2 separate regions of the Oryctolagus cuniculus genome follow, and region 2 is linked to region 1. A link is a contact called in public Hi-C data. All regions are on one chromosome and are shown on one strand. Each heading gives the region's core, a stretch centred on a gene start, on an enhancer-like site or on the middle of the called end of the contact. The rest is flanking DNA. Distances are from core to core; before and after follow the strand shown. Region 1 has its middle 42 kb from the start of RABGAP1L. Region 2 holds the start of LOC138850323.

Region 1 (6,080 bases), core at 2,046-4,545:
CTGAGCTTCCATATGGGTAGAGGTCCTAGTACTTGGGCCATCTTCCACTGCTTTCCAAGGCGCATTAGCAGGGCACTAGATCAGAAGTGGAGCAGACAGGACGAGAACTGGTGCCCACGCGGGATGTTGTCTCTGCAGGTGCACGCTTCTTCTACGCCACAGTGCCAGCCCCTCACGTATATTTTCTGAAGAAGTTACTGAGGATTGTGTACTGTCGAAATAAACTAAGAGATCTATCTTGGGAGAGATGTGAAAGGCTCCTCCAAGATGAGTGTGAGTAAGTGAGAAGTCCTACTACAGAAATATTCGGGATGGTGAAATTGATGCAGTATTTTATGTGAATTTAAACAATGGCAGAGAGTTCAACCCAAATAGAGATTAGAAAATTACACACACACAAATTATTTGTTTTAAGATTTATTTATTTGAAAGTCAGAGTTACACAGAGAGAGGAGAGGGAGAGAGTGAGAGGGAGAGAGGTCTTCCATCCACTGGTTCACTCCCCAATTGCCCGCAATGGCCAGAGTTGCCCTGATCTGAAGCCCGGAGCCAGGAGCTTCTTCCGGGTCTCCCATGCGGGTACAGGGACCTAGGGACTTGGGCTATCTTCTACTGCTTTCCCAGGCCTTAGCGGAGAGCTGGATCGGAAGTGGAACAGCTGAGACTAGAACTGGCTCCCAAATGGGATGCTGGCACTGCAGGCCAGGGCTTTAATCTGCTACACCACAGTGCCGGCCCCACAAATAATTAATTCTAGGGGAAACAAACATTTTGTAGGAGAGGAAAATTATCATAGCTGACTACATCACTTTTCTGAAAGTAGATATAGTTATGATAATATAAACACTATATATTTAGCTCACCCAAGTTATATCTCCATATTGTGAGGTTAAGAATCATAGCTACTTGTGTATGCACGTGTGTAATTGCAGGGCTGGGGAGGGGCTGGGGAAGGAAAGATGGCGGTGAACACCTACAACTGAAAGACGAAATAGCACTGCAAGCATGGAGCATGAGACGAAGCACTGGGAGTTGAAAGCAGCTGCCTTTCGTTAGAAAGACTGAGGACTGTTTCTCCTTTTAACATAGCTCATAAAAGTTGTTGACTTTTTTTTTTAAAGATTTATTTTATTTATTTGAAAGACAGACTTAGAGAGAGAGGTAGAGACAGAGATAGAGGTCTTCCATCTGCTGATTCACTCCCCAGATGGCCGCAATGGCCAGAGCTGAGCTGATCTGAAGCCAGGAGCCAGGAGCTTCTTCCGGGTCTCCCATGCGGGTGCAGGGACCTAAGGACTTGGGCCATCATCTACTGCTTTCCCAGGCCACAGCAGAGAGCTGGATTGGAAGAGGAGAAGCTAGGACATGAACTGGTGCCCATATGGGATGCCGGCACTTCAGGCCAGGGCTTTAACCTGCTGAGCCACAGCACCAGCCCCAGTTGTTGACTTCTAAAAAATGAAAACAGAGGGGGCGGCACTGTGGCATAGTGGGTTAAGCATCCACCTGCAGAGCCGATGTCCCATATGGGCACCAGTTCGTGTCCCGGCTGCTCCACCTCTGATCTTGCTCCCTGCTGATGACCTGGGAAAGCAGCGGGAGGTGGCCCAAGGGCTTGGGCCCTGCACCCACGTGGGAAACCTGGAAGAAGCTCTTAACTCTGGCTTCGGATCAGCTCAGCTCCGGCTGCTGTGGCCATTTGGGGAGTAAACTGGCGGATGGAAGATCTCACTGTCTCTCTGTCTCTCCGTCTAACTCTGCCTTTCAAATAAATACATCCTTTAAAAAATGAAAACAAAAAGTTAATTGACAATCGCAGTATTTCAGAGACACTGTTAAAGTCACTGCAACTTTTGTAATTTTTAAAAATCATGCTGTGTGCATGGCTAGGAATCTTGGCTTTCTTTTCATCTAGTCCTTTAAAATGTATCAGAAGGTGCAAGGCGTTCTGTAAAATCCTTGCACGCAGGGATTATTTCTTAAAAAAAAAAAAGATTTATATATTTATTTGAAAGTCAGAGTTACACAGAGAGGAGAGGCAGAGAGAGAGAGAAAGGTCTTCCATCTGCTGGTTCAATCCCCAATTGCCCACAATGGCCAGAGCTGCCCCAATTTGAAGCCAGGAGCCAGGAGCTTCTTCCGGGTCTCCCATGCGGGTGCAGGGACCCAAGGACTTGGGCCATCTTCTACTGCTTTCCCAGGCCATAGCAGAGAGCTGGATCGGAAGTGGAGCAGCTGGGACTAGAACCAGTGCCCATATGGGATGCCTGGCACTGCAGGTGGTGGCTTTACCTGCTATGCCACAGCGCCAGCCCCATGGCGTGGCATATTTCACTTTAGAAATAAATCTCTTTTCAACGCCATGAATCAAAGCTTGCCTCCCAATCAAGAACCATGTGGTCTGAACATGTCCCTTCCAACGGACCGTGTTGGGACATGGGGCCTGTGTGAGGTCATTGAACCATGAACTTAGCAGAGGGAGTTCACCTCTGAGCACTTCCGCCTTCTGCCATGTGAGGGCGCACTCTCCTTCGGAGGATGCAGCACTCAATGCGCCATCTTGGAAGCACAGATTGACCTAAGGGTGAACCTGCTGGTGCTTTGATATGGAAATTTCTGGCCTCCAGAATTACGAAAAAATAAATTTCTCTTGTTTATAAGTTACCCAGTCTGTGATAATCTGTTATAGTAGCATAAGCAGATTAAGACAGACAAACCAAAAAATGTGGCGGACCTTCTTGGGTTAAGACAGATCATTAGTTTTCTAATTAACTATGGTACATATAGCTCTTTAATAACAACATTCCTATATTGATGAACTATGTCGCATTCTCTAGGCAAAGAATCTGAGAGATGGTCAAGGTCACCCAGAGACGCAGGCAGCACCACCCCTCAGAGCATTGCCCTGCACCAAACTCGTGTGCTAACCAGATGCCGAGGAGCTGTGATTACAAGTCAGAGGGTTTATCCCACTTGAGATGAACGGGAACTGAGGTTTGTCTTCAACTGCAGTGTTGACGGATGAAAGACAAAACCTGGGGTGGAAATCCAGCTCTCGCTTTGTTGAAAGGGGCTTAAAAATAGAAAGGAATTCTATTTAGGGTCAGATGCTGAAAGTTGAGAAACAGAAAGAACTTCTGTAAAGGAGGAGGCTTGAGATATTTTTTCCGACTGAAGAGCCCGAATTACGGAGCTGCCCAAATAAGCATCTTGCCGTCTGCCAGTGTTTCTGGTGTTTTGATTAATCGCATGGCTGTCGTGCATCAGCGGTTTTTAATCTATAAATTCACAGCTCCAGAGAGTTAATATGAGATACTCCAGACCCTATTTAAAGGGCCAGTGATCAAAGAAACAAAGAAGCCTCTTCATAGGGGTGTTTGAGTACTTTCCTAGTCCTTTGGCACTTGGTTATTTCAGAGTAGATATAGCACATTTGTCAAGCCAATCTCTCTCTCTCTTTCTCTCTCTTTTATAAAAGAATTATTTTATGGATTTGAAAGACAGAGTTACAGAGAGAGATAGAGCCAGAGAGAGACAGGTCTTCCATTCCTCTGGTTCACTCTCCAAATGACCACAACGGCCAGAGCTGAGCTGATCTGAAGCCCAGAGCCAGGAGTTTCATCTGGGTCTCCCACATGGGTGCAGGGGCCCAAGGACTTGGGCCGTCATTTTCTACTGCTTTCCCAGGCCATAGCAGAGACTTGTATGGGAAGTGGAGCAGCCGGGACTCAAACCGGTGCCCATATGGAATGCTGGCACTGCAGGTGGCGGCTTTACCCGCTAAGCCATAGTGCTGGCCTCAGTTTTATACTTTTTAAACTGTTTCCACATGCATAATTTGAGATAGATAGTGCAGGTGTTATTATTCTTGATAGACTGAGGAAACTGACACATGAGAAGTGGTATGGTTGATGCCTCAAATTGTATTGTGAAAACCAGAACCAGGATTCTTGTTCCAGTGTTTTGTTCTTTATCATCTCTCAGTAAAAATATTATCTTTGATTTGTTATAAGAATTCCTGTCTTACAGTTCAGTATGTGAAGGCAAAACAAAAAATATTAGTGGGTTCATTCAAGGTCACTCTGCAAAAGAAATAAACAGCTTAGAAACATATACAGAGACCCTGCCTTGCAGTCCTTTGTACAAATCACTTGACCACAATAAATGTGAGAGTGAAAGCTAACGAGTTGTGCAGAACGTATTGTCCATTATTGCTCTCCTTAAGGTTTGTCCCAGATAAAAGGTTTCCATTAAAATCCATTTATTGTTGGCAAACACCATAGCCTTTGTATAACTACTCTTCTTCTCAAGAAAGATTAAAAACAAATGAGAAAAAAAATTTCCAAATAAATAATAGAAATGAAGAAATCCTTAATGATGAACAGAGGTCAAAAGAATTATGTTTTTACGGCTTAAGTACAGGCTTATTTCTGTCATGTAGCTACATGGCAGTATGTATGAGCTAAATACATAATTTAGCTAAATGTAGCTATAATTTATAGTTGTAAAGTTCTGTTAATTTGACTCTTAAAATTATTTAAAGAAATAATTTATATGCCAGATGAATGGTATTCTTAAACAAATAATATTAGAGAATTAAAAATAGGTTGAGGGGCTGGCATTGTGGTGTAGCAGGTTAAGCTGCTGCCTGCAATGCCAGCATCCCATGTGGGCGCTGGTTCGATTCCCAGCTGTTCTACTTCAGATCCAGCTCCCTGCTAATGCAGCTACAAAAACAGGAAGATGGCCCAGGTACATGGGTGGGAGACCTGGATGAATCTCCTGGCTCCTGGCCCAGGCCTGGCCATTGTGGCCAACTGGAGAGTGAACCAGTGGATGGAAGATCACTCTGCTGTGTCTCCTTCTCTATCTAACTCTGCCTTTCAAATAAACAAATAAACCTTAACAACAACAACAAAAAAATAATTTGAGGGGCTGGCATTTGGCCGAGCCTGGTTGAGATGTCTGCATCCCGTGTTGGAGTGCTTGGGTTCAAGTCCCAGCTCTGTTCTCCATTCCTGTTTCCTGCTACCGGGAGGCAGCAGGTGTTGGGAACCTGCAGGTGCTGGCTCAAGTAAGTGAGTCTCTGTCACGCATCTGGGAGTCCCAGACTGAGTCCCCAGCTCCCAGCTTTGGTCTAGCCCAGGCCAAGCCGTTGTCGGCATTTGGGGAGTGAATCAGCGAATAGCAGATCAATCTCCCTCTCCCCTCTCCCCCTGCTTTTCAAATAAAATGAAAACAACTAAGAATTTAAAAATGTTAAGATACATAAACATAATTTGGATGCTATATGGAGATTGGTTATTACTAAAGCCCCCCGATAGTTGGAGTGAGTGGAGTGTTCCTCACCGTGTGAATCTTGGTGGCAAGCAGGCTGTCTCCCGTAACAGACAGAAGTAGGAGGTGTCACCTTCCCTCCTGCTGTGCCTCCCTTGCAGTGAGGGTGCAGGCACACGACCTAGGCTTTTCAACCAAATGTCTATGCCAAACTTCGGACTCCAAGCTGAAGGGACAGGCAAAAGCGTTTCTTCCTGCCCTCATTGCCCACCCAGTGGCAGCAGGGGTTACTGCTAGCTTGGGTTCCCAGAGTAGGAGAGGCCAAAAGGCCAGTTGTGTTTGGTGATTGACATCTGTGGCGCCAGCTGTGAGGTGACCACTTTGTCAATCATACTTTGCCCAACACTTTCCAGGCTTTGGCATGGAAGGATTCCAAATCCCTGGAAACCACTCAGTCCCAGGAACAGGGTCGACCTGGACAGCTGTTCGCCCCTGCCAGCCTCCTCCTCAGGCTGGTTCTGTGGGTGGCTTAGCTTCCACTCTGGTTTTCCAGCCTTCTCATCAATTCTGTGAGCTACCCAGTGTCTGCTACTTTTTCTTTCTTATGGAAGTAAAACTCAGTATCTGCTACAGTCTGCACGTTTGCCTCCTCCTTCAGTTCCTATGTTGAAAACAAATCCCTGGGGCCTGCACGGTGGCACAGCTGGTTAGGCCCCCATGTGATGCCAGCATCCCACATGAGAGTGCGGGTTCAAGTCCCGGTTGTTCCACTTGTGATCCAGCTCCCTGCTAATGGGCCTGGG
Region 2 (6,080 bases), core at 2,058-4,557, 100 kb after region 1:
CAGTGGATGGATGCTTAGAAAACAGAAGTCAGAGTAGGGTTTTTCTGGACTGGCTGAGTTCAACATGGAAGAATTTTGGTTGGCAAATGTTGTTCTACATTATTCATGTCTATTTTCTTACAGTAAATTAAGAGCTTCTCCTTTTCTACCTTTGTAATGTGTCTTCTGTGACCATTCTAACTCTCATGCCTTATAGTCCTCCTAACTTAGCCACTTTTGACTCACACTCATGTTTTTAAGTTCTATTTTAGTTCAAGAGCCACTTGAATGTGAATAGGTACACACATATAATCTAAAAACAAGAAGCAAGCTAACCACATTTGGTACAGAATGAAATTAGATCACATGGACTACAATTTTGTACTTTTGAGTATGTTATTTTGGGAAGAACATAGCTTCCAGTTAGACTTTGCTGAGTGTTGTTAGACTTTTTCTAGTACATATGTGGAAATTGTAGTTTCAGACATCCAAGTGAGGTGTTGATTGAGATATCACCATTGCTCATTTAACAAAAATGATGTGACATTAAAGTAGGAGTTAAAGGCTGTTCACTTGGTGGAATTGGAAGAATTGCTACAGTTGTGGAGGATAAGTCTGTTACTAGTGAGTCAATTCAGTGAAAAAATATTAAGTGTCTTTGGGTTCAGTGGAGAACAGGATGGTTAGATGAAACACAGCTACACGTGTCTGACTTTGTGGAACTCTGTTTTCTGTTAGCCTCATATCCCTTTAAAATGTCCCACAAGTGAAGACTTTATGCCTAGACTACGGAGCCTAATGTTGATTTTTATTTGCATTTGAAGAGAAATAAAAAATTCTTTGTCAGATTTTATGGTCTGACTTTTGTATTAGAGCAGGGCAGTCTTCAAAAACAGGTCCCCCCCCCCCCCCCCCATTGCTCTGTTGTATATAGTGGGTTAAAATGGATGTATTGGTTCAGGGTTCACAGAACAGTGAGCTCAATTTTATTTAGAAGACTTCTGAGAATTGTCAGCTTTTAAAAGATTTATTAGAAAGGCAGAGCAACAGGGAAAGAGGGGGGAGGGAGGAGAGAGAGAGAGGGTGATGCGGGGGAGGGGAGAGAGAGAAAGAGAGAGAGAGAGGAGAGAGGAGAGAGAGATTTGCGGGGATGCATCCTGATGGGGATGCACTGTGATGGGGGTGCACTGTGATGGGGATGAATGTGATGGGGGTGCACTGTGATGGGGATGACTGTGATGGGGATGACTGTGATGGGGATGACTGTGATGGGGGTGCACTGTGATGGGGGTGCACTGTGATGGGGATGACTGTGATGGGGGTGCACTGTGATGGGGATGACTGTGAAGGGGGTGACTGTGATGGGGATGACTGTGATGGGGGTGACTGTGATGGGGATGACTGTGATGGGGGTGCACTGTGATGGGGGTGCACTGTGATGGGGATGACTGTGATGGGGATGACTGTGATGGGGGTGCACTGTGATCACTGTGATGGGGATGACTGTGATGGGGATGACTGTGGTGGGGGTGCACTGTGATGGGGGTGCACTGTGATGGGGATGACTGTGATGGGGGTGCACTGTGATGGGGGTGCACTGTGATGGGGATGACTGTGATGGGGGTGCACTGTGATTGGGATGACTGTGATGGGGGTGCACTGTGATGGGGATGACTGTGATGGGGGTGCACTGTGATGGGGGTGCACTGTGATGGGGATGACTGTGATGGGGGTGCACTGTGATGGGGTGCACTGTGATGGGGATGACTGTGATGGGCATGCACTGTGATCACTGTGATGGGCATGACTGTGATGGGGATGACTGTGATGGGGATGACTGTGATGGGGGTGCACTGTGATTGGGATGACTGTGATGGGGGTGCACTGTGATGGGGATGACTGTGATGGGGATGACTGTGATGGGGGTGACTGTGATGGGGGTGCACTGTGATGGGGGTGCACTGTGATGGGGGTGACTGTGATGGGGGTGACTGTGATGGCGGTGCACTGTGATGGGGATGACTGTGATGGGGGTGCACTGTGATGGGGATGACTGTGATTGGGATGACTGTGATGGGGGTGCACTGTGATGGGGATGACTGATGGAGATGACTGTGATGGGGGTGCACTGTGATTGGGATGACTGTGATGGGGGTGACTGTGATGGGGATGACTGTGATGGGGGTGCACTGTGATTGGGATGACTGTGATGGGGGTGACTGTGATGGGGATGACTGTGATGGGGATGACTGTGATGGGGGTGCACTGTGATGGGGATGACTGTGATGGGCATGCACTGTGATCACTGTGATGGGCATGACTGTGATGGGGATGACTGTGATGGGGATGACTGTGATGGGGGTGCACTGTGATTGGGATGACTGTGATGGGGGTGCACTGTGATGGGGATGACTGTGATGGGGATGACTGTGATGGGGGTGACTGTGATGCGGGTGCACTGTGATGGGCATGACTGTGATGGGGGTGACTGTGATGCGGGTGCACTGTGATGGGGATGACTGATGGGGTGCACTGTGATGGGGATGACTGTGATGGGGATGACTGTGATAGGGATGACTGTGATGGGGGTGCACTGTGATGGGGATGACTGTGATGGGCATGACTGTGATGGGGGTGCACTGTGATGGGGATGACTGATGGGGTGCACTGTGATGGGGATGACTGTGATGGGGATGACTGTGATGGGGATGACTGTGATAGGGATGACTGTGATGGGGGTGCACTGTGATGGGGGTGACTGTGATGGGCATGACTGTGATGGGGGTGACTGTGATGGGGATGGCTGTGATGGGGGTGCACTGTGATGGGGGTGCACTGTGATGGGGATGACTGATGGGGTGCACTGTGATGGGGATGACTGTGATGGGGATGACTGTGATAGGGATCACTGTGATGGGGATGACTGTGATGGGGATGACTGTGATGGGGATGACTGATGGGGTGCACTGTGAATGGGATGACTGTGATGGGGGTGACTGTGATGGGGACGACTGTGATGGGGGTGACTGTGATGGGGGTGCACTGTGATGGGGGTGACTGTGATGGGGGTGCACTGTGATGGGGGTGCACTGTGATGGGGATGACTGTGATGGGGATGACTGTGATGGGGATGACTGTGATGGGGGTGACTGTGATGGGGATGACTGTGATGGGGGTGACTGTGATGGGGATGACTGTGATGGGGGTGACTGTGATGGGGATGACTGTGTGGGGGTGCACTGTGATGGGGATGACTGATGGGGTGCACTGTGATGGGGGTGCACTGTGATGGGGGATGCACTGTGATAGAGGATGCTGGCAATGCACATGTTGGTTTAACTTGTTGTCACAACTCTTGCCCCATCCCAGATTTTTGTGCACCAAAATAAATTTTTCTTTCCAATGAACTTTTGAAGTATGCATGTGTACCTATTTATTTCATTTTCCCTCTATTGTAAATAACACTTTAAAAAAATAAATTTCAACTTAGTATTGTTTATTATGTGTAGAGAAGACATTGACTTTTGTATATTGACTTTGTATCCTGATGCCTTACTATGTTTATTTATTAGTTTTAGGGGGGGTTTTCTTTTTAAACTTTTTTTTTTTTTCGCAGGTTCCTTGAGGCTTTTTACATAAAGAACCATCTAATCTATGGATAAAAGCAGTTTGATTTAATCTTTCCTAATCTATATTTTATTTCTTATAATGCTGAATGGATCATTGTGATGAGAGAGGACATCTTTGCCTTGTTTCAGCATTAGGAGTAAAGAGTCCAGTGTCTCACAGTGAAATATGATGATAGCTGTAGGTGGTTTTTTTTGTTTGTTTTTGGGAAGATTGCCTATGTCAAGTTGAGGAAGTTCCCCTCATTTGCTAGTTTGCTGAGTTTTTTTTTTTTTTAAATCATAAATAGGTATTGGATTTCATTAAAATGTATTTTTATATTAATATGATCATGATTTTTTAAGCCTGTTGATTTGTTTAGTTACATTGGTTATTTTTTGAATGTTGAGATAGTCTTAAATACCTAGTAAATATTTTAATACATTGTTGGATATCATTTGGTAGTATTTTCATGAGGATTTTTTTCTGTCTGTGTCAGTAGAAATAGTGATCTGTAGTTTTCTTATAGTCTGGTTTTAGTATTAGGTGATGCTCATTTCACAGAAAGGGGTTAGGAAGTACTCCTTTGCATTCTAATTTTTTGAAGAGATTATGGGAAATTGATTGTATTTCCTCCTTCAAGGTTTGGTAGAATTCACCAGTGAACAAATGGATGAGAGCTCTTATTATCTCTCTGCCTCTCACATAAATAAATAAAAATTTCAAAAATGTGTGTGTGTATATATATATATATATATATAGAGAGAGAGAGAGAGAGAGAGAGAGATTGATTGTGAGCATGAGAGAGCACTATTCAGATTATCCATGTCTATTCAGATTATCCAACACTCCCTGGGGTGAGTGTTGGCACTTTTTATCTTTCAAAGAACTGGTCCATTTCAGCTAAGCTACCAAATTTGTGGATATAGTTTTTTGGTAGTATTCCATTATCATTCTTTTAGTGTCCATCTGTTGGTAATGATGACCTTTCTTTCATTTGTGATATTGGTAATTTGTGTTTCTTCTTTTTCTTGTTTAGCTTGGTTAGAAGTTGATAATTTATAAATCATTTCAATGAATGAGCTTTTTAAAAATTTTTCTGTGTTAATTTCCTGTTTTCAGTTGCATTAATTTCTGTGTTTTTTGTTTCCTTTTATCTACTCTCCTTTTTCTGAATTTCCCAAGTTAGTAAGGATATCTGTATTAAAAGATTTTAGGTATTTTTTTCTTTTTTTAGTATATTCACTTAATGCTTTAAATTTCCCTCTAAGTGCTTTCACTGCACATAACAAGTTTTGATAAATTCTGTTCATTTCATTTGAAATGTTTAAAAATTCTCTTGTCTCATTGTGACTCATGGTTTGTTTAAAATTAATTTTCCGTTTCTTGTATGTGAGAACTTTCCAGGTATTTTTCGCTTCTGATTCCTAGTTTAATTCTATTGTGATTGAAGAGCTCATAGTATGATTTTACTTTTATATTGATTTAGGTGTTTTATGGTTTAGAATTTGGTCTAACTTTGTGAATGTTCTCTGTGAACTTTAGAACAAAGTATGTATTTTGCTTTAGTTAGATGGAACATTTTATTTCATTTACTTATTTTTACTTAATAGAAAGAATGAAAGTGAGAAAGAGAAGCGAGGCAGAGATCTTCCATTCTCTGGCTCACTCCCCAAATGACTGCGACACCTGGCGCTGGGCCAGGCCAAAGCCAGGAGCCTGGAACTCCATCTTGGTCTTCCCATGTGGTTGGTGGTGATTCAGCCACTTGAGCCATCACCTGCTGCCTCCCAGACTGTACATCAGCAGGAAGCTGGATCAGAGGTGAGGAGTAGCCGGGACTTGAACCTGGCACTTTGATGTGGGATATTAAGCCATGGCTTAATGCACTATGTGCACCACAATGCCCCCTACCCCCTGCCAGCAAGGAGCTTTTTTTTTGGGGGGGGGGTAGATTTCAGATGATAGCTTTTATTTATTTTAATCTTAGTTATTTACTTAAAGGGAATAGATTTCATTTATTTCATATATCCAGTTTTTTTTTTTTAATTTTTTTTTTTTTATTTTTTGACAGGCAGAGTGGAAGAGTGGACAGTGAGAGAGAGAGAGACAGAGAGAAAGGTCTTCCTTTGCCGTTGGTTCACTCTCCAATGGCCGCCGCTGCCGGTGCGCTGCGGCCGGCGCACCGCGCTGATCCGATGGCAGGAGCCAGGAGCCAGGTGCTTTTCCTGGTCTCCCATGGGGTGCAGGGCCCAAGCACCTGGGCCATCCTCCACTGCACTCCCGGGCCACAGCAGAGAGCTGGCCTGGAAGAGGGGCAACCGGGACAGAATCCGGCGCCCCAACCGGGACTAGAACCCGGTGTGCCGGCGCCGCTAGGTGGAGGATTAGCCTAGTGAGCCGCGGCGCCGGCTCATATATCCAGTTTTAAGAACATAAATGTCAGGGCCAGCGCCGCGGCTCAGTAGGCTAATCCTCTGCCTGTGGCGCCGGCA

What was found. Hi-C and Micro-C count contacts between places; a contact is called where the count stands out from the background.
Region 2: a Hi-C map of an unstated tissue shows a contact between it and region 1, with 3 times the contacts expected there. The contact joins the promoter of LOC138850323 here to the enhancer-like site in region 1. A contact is called at or near these places in 3 of 6 Hi-C or Micro-C datasets (psoas muscle, skin fibroblasts and an unstated tissue).

Annotation. Positions count from the first base shown.
Region 1 is chr7:2,471,611-2,477,690 of mOryCun1.1, forward strand. No RefSeq gene overlaps it. Among named protein-coding and RNA genes, the nearest start is that of RABGAP1L, 42 kb to the right of the region's middle. Within about 2 kb of position 3,296, at least 1 of the 8 cell types and tissues checked has an H3K27ac peak or open chromatin away from gene starts, as enhancers often do.
Region 2 is chr7:2,571,320-2,577,399 of mOryCun1.1, forward strand. It overlaps LOC138850323, which reads right to left and starts at 3,308. Exons shown (of 3, transcript XM_070076750.1): 1 at 1,773-3,308; 2 at 1,199-1,669. The coding sequence starts at 3,308. The region is part of intron 1 of RABGAP1L (RAB GTPase activating protein 1 like); the gene reads left to right.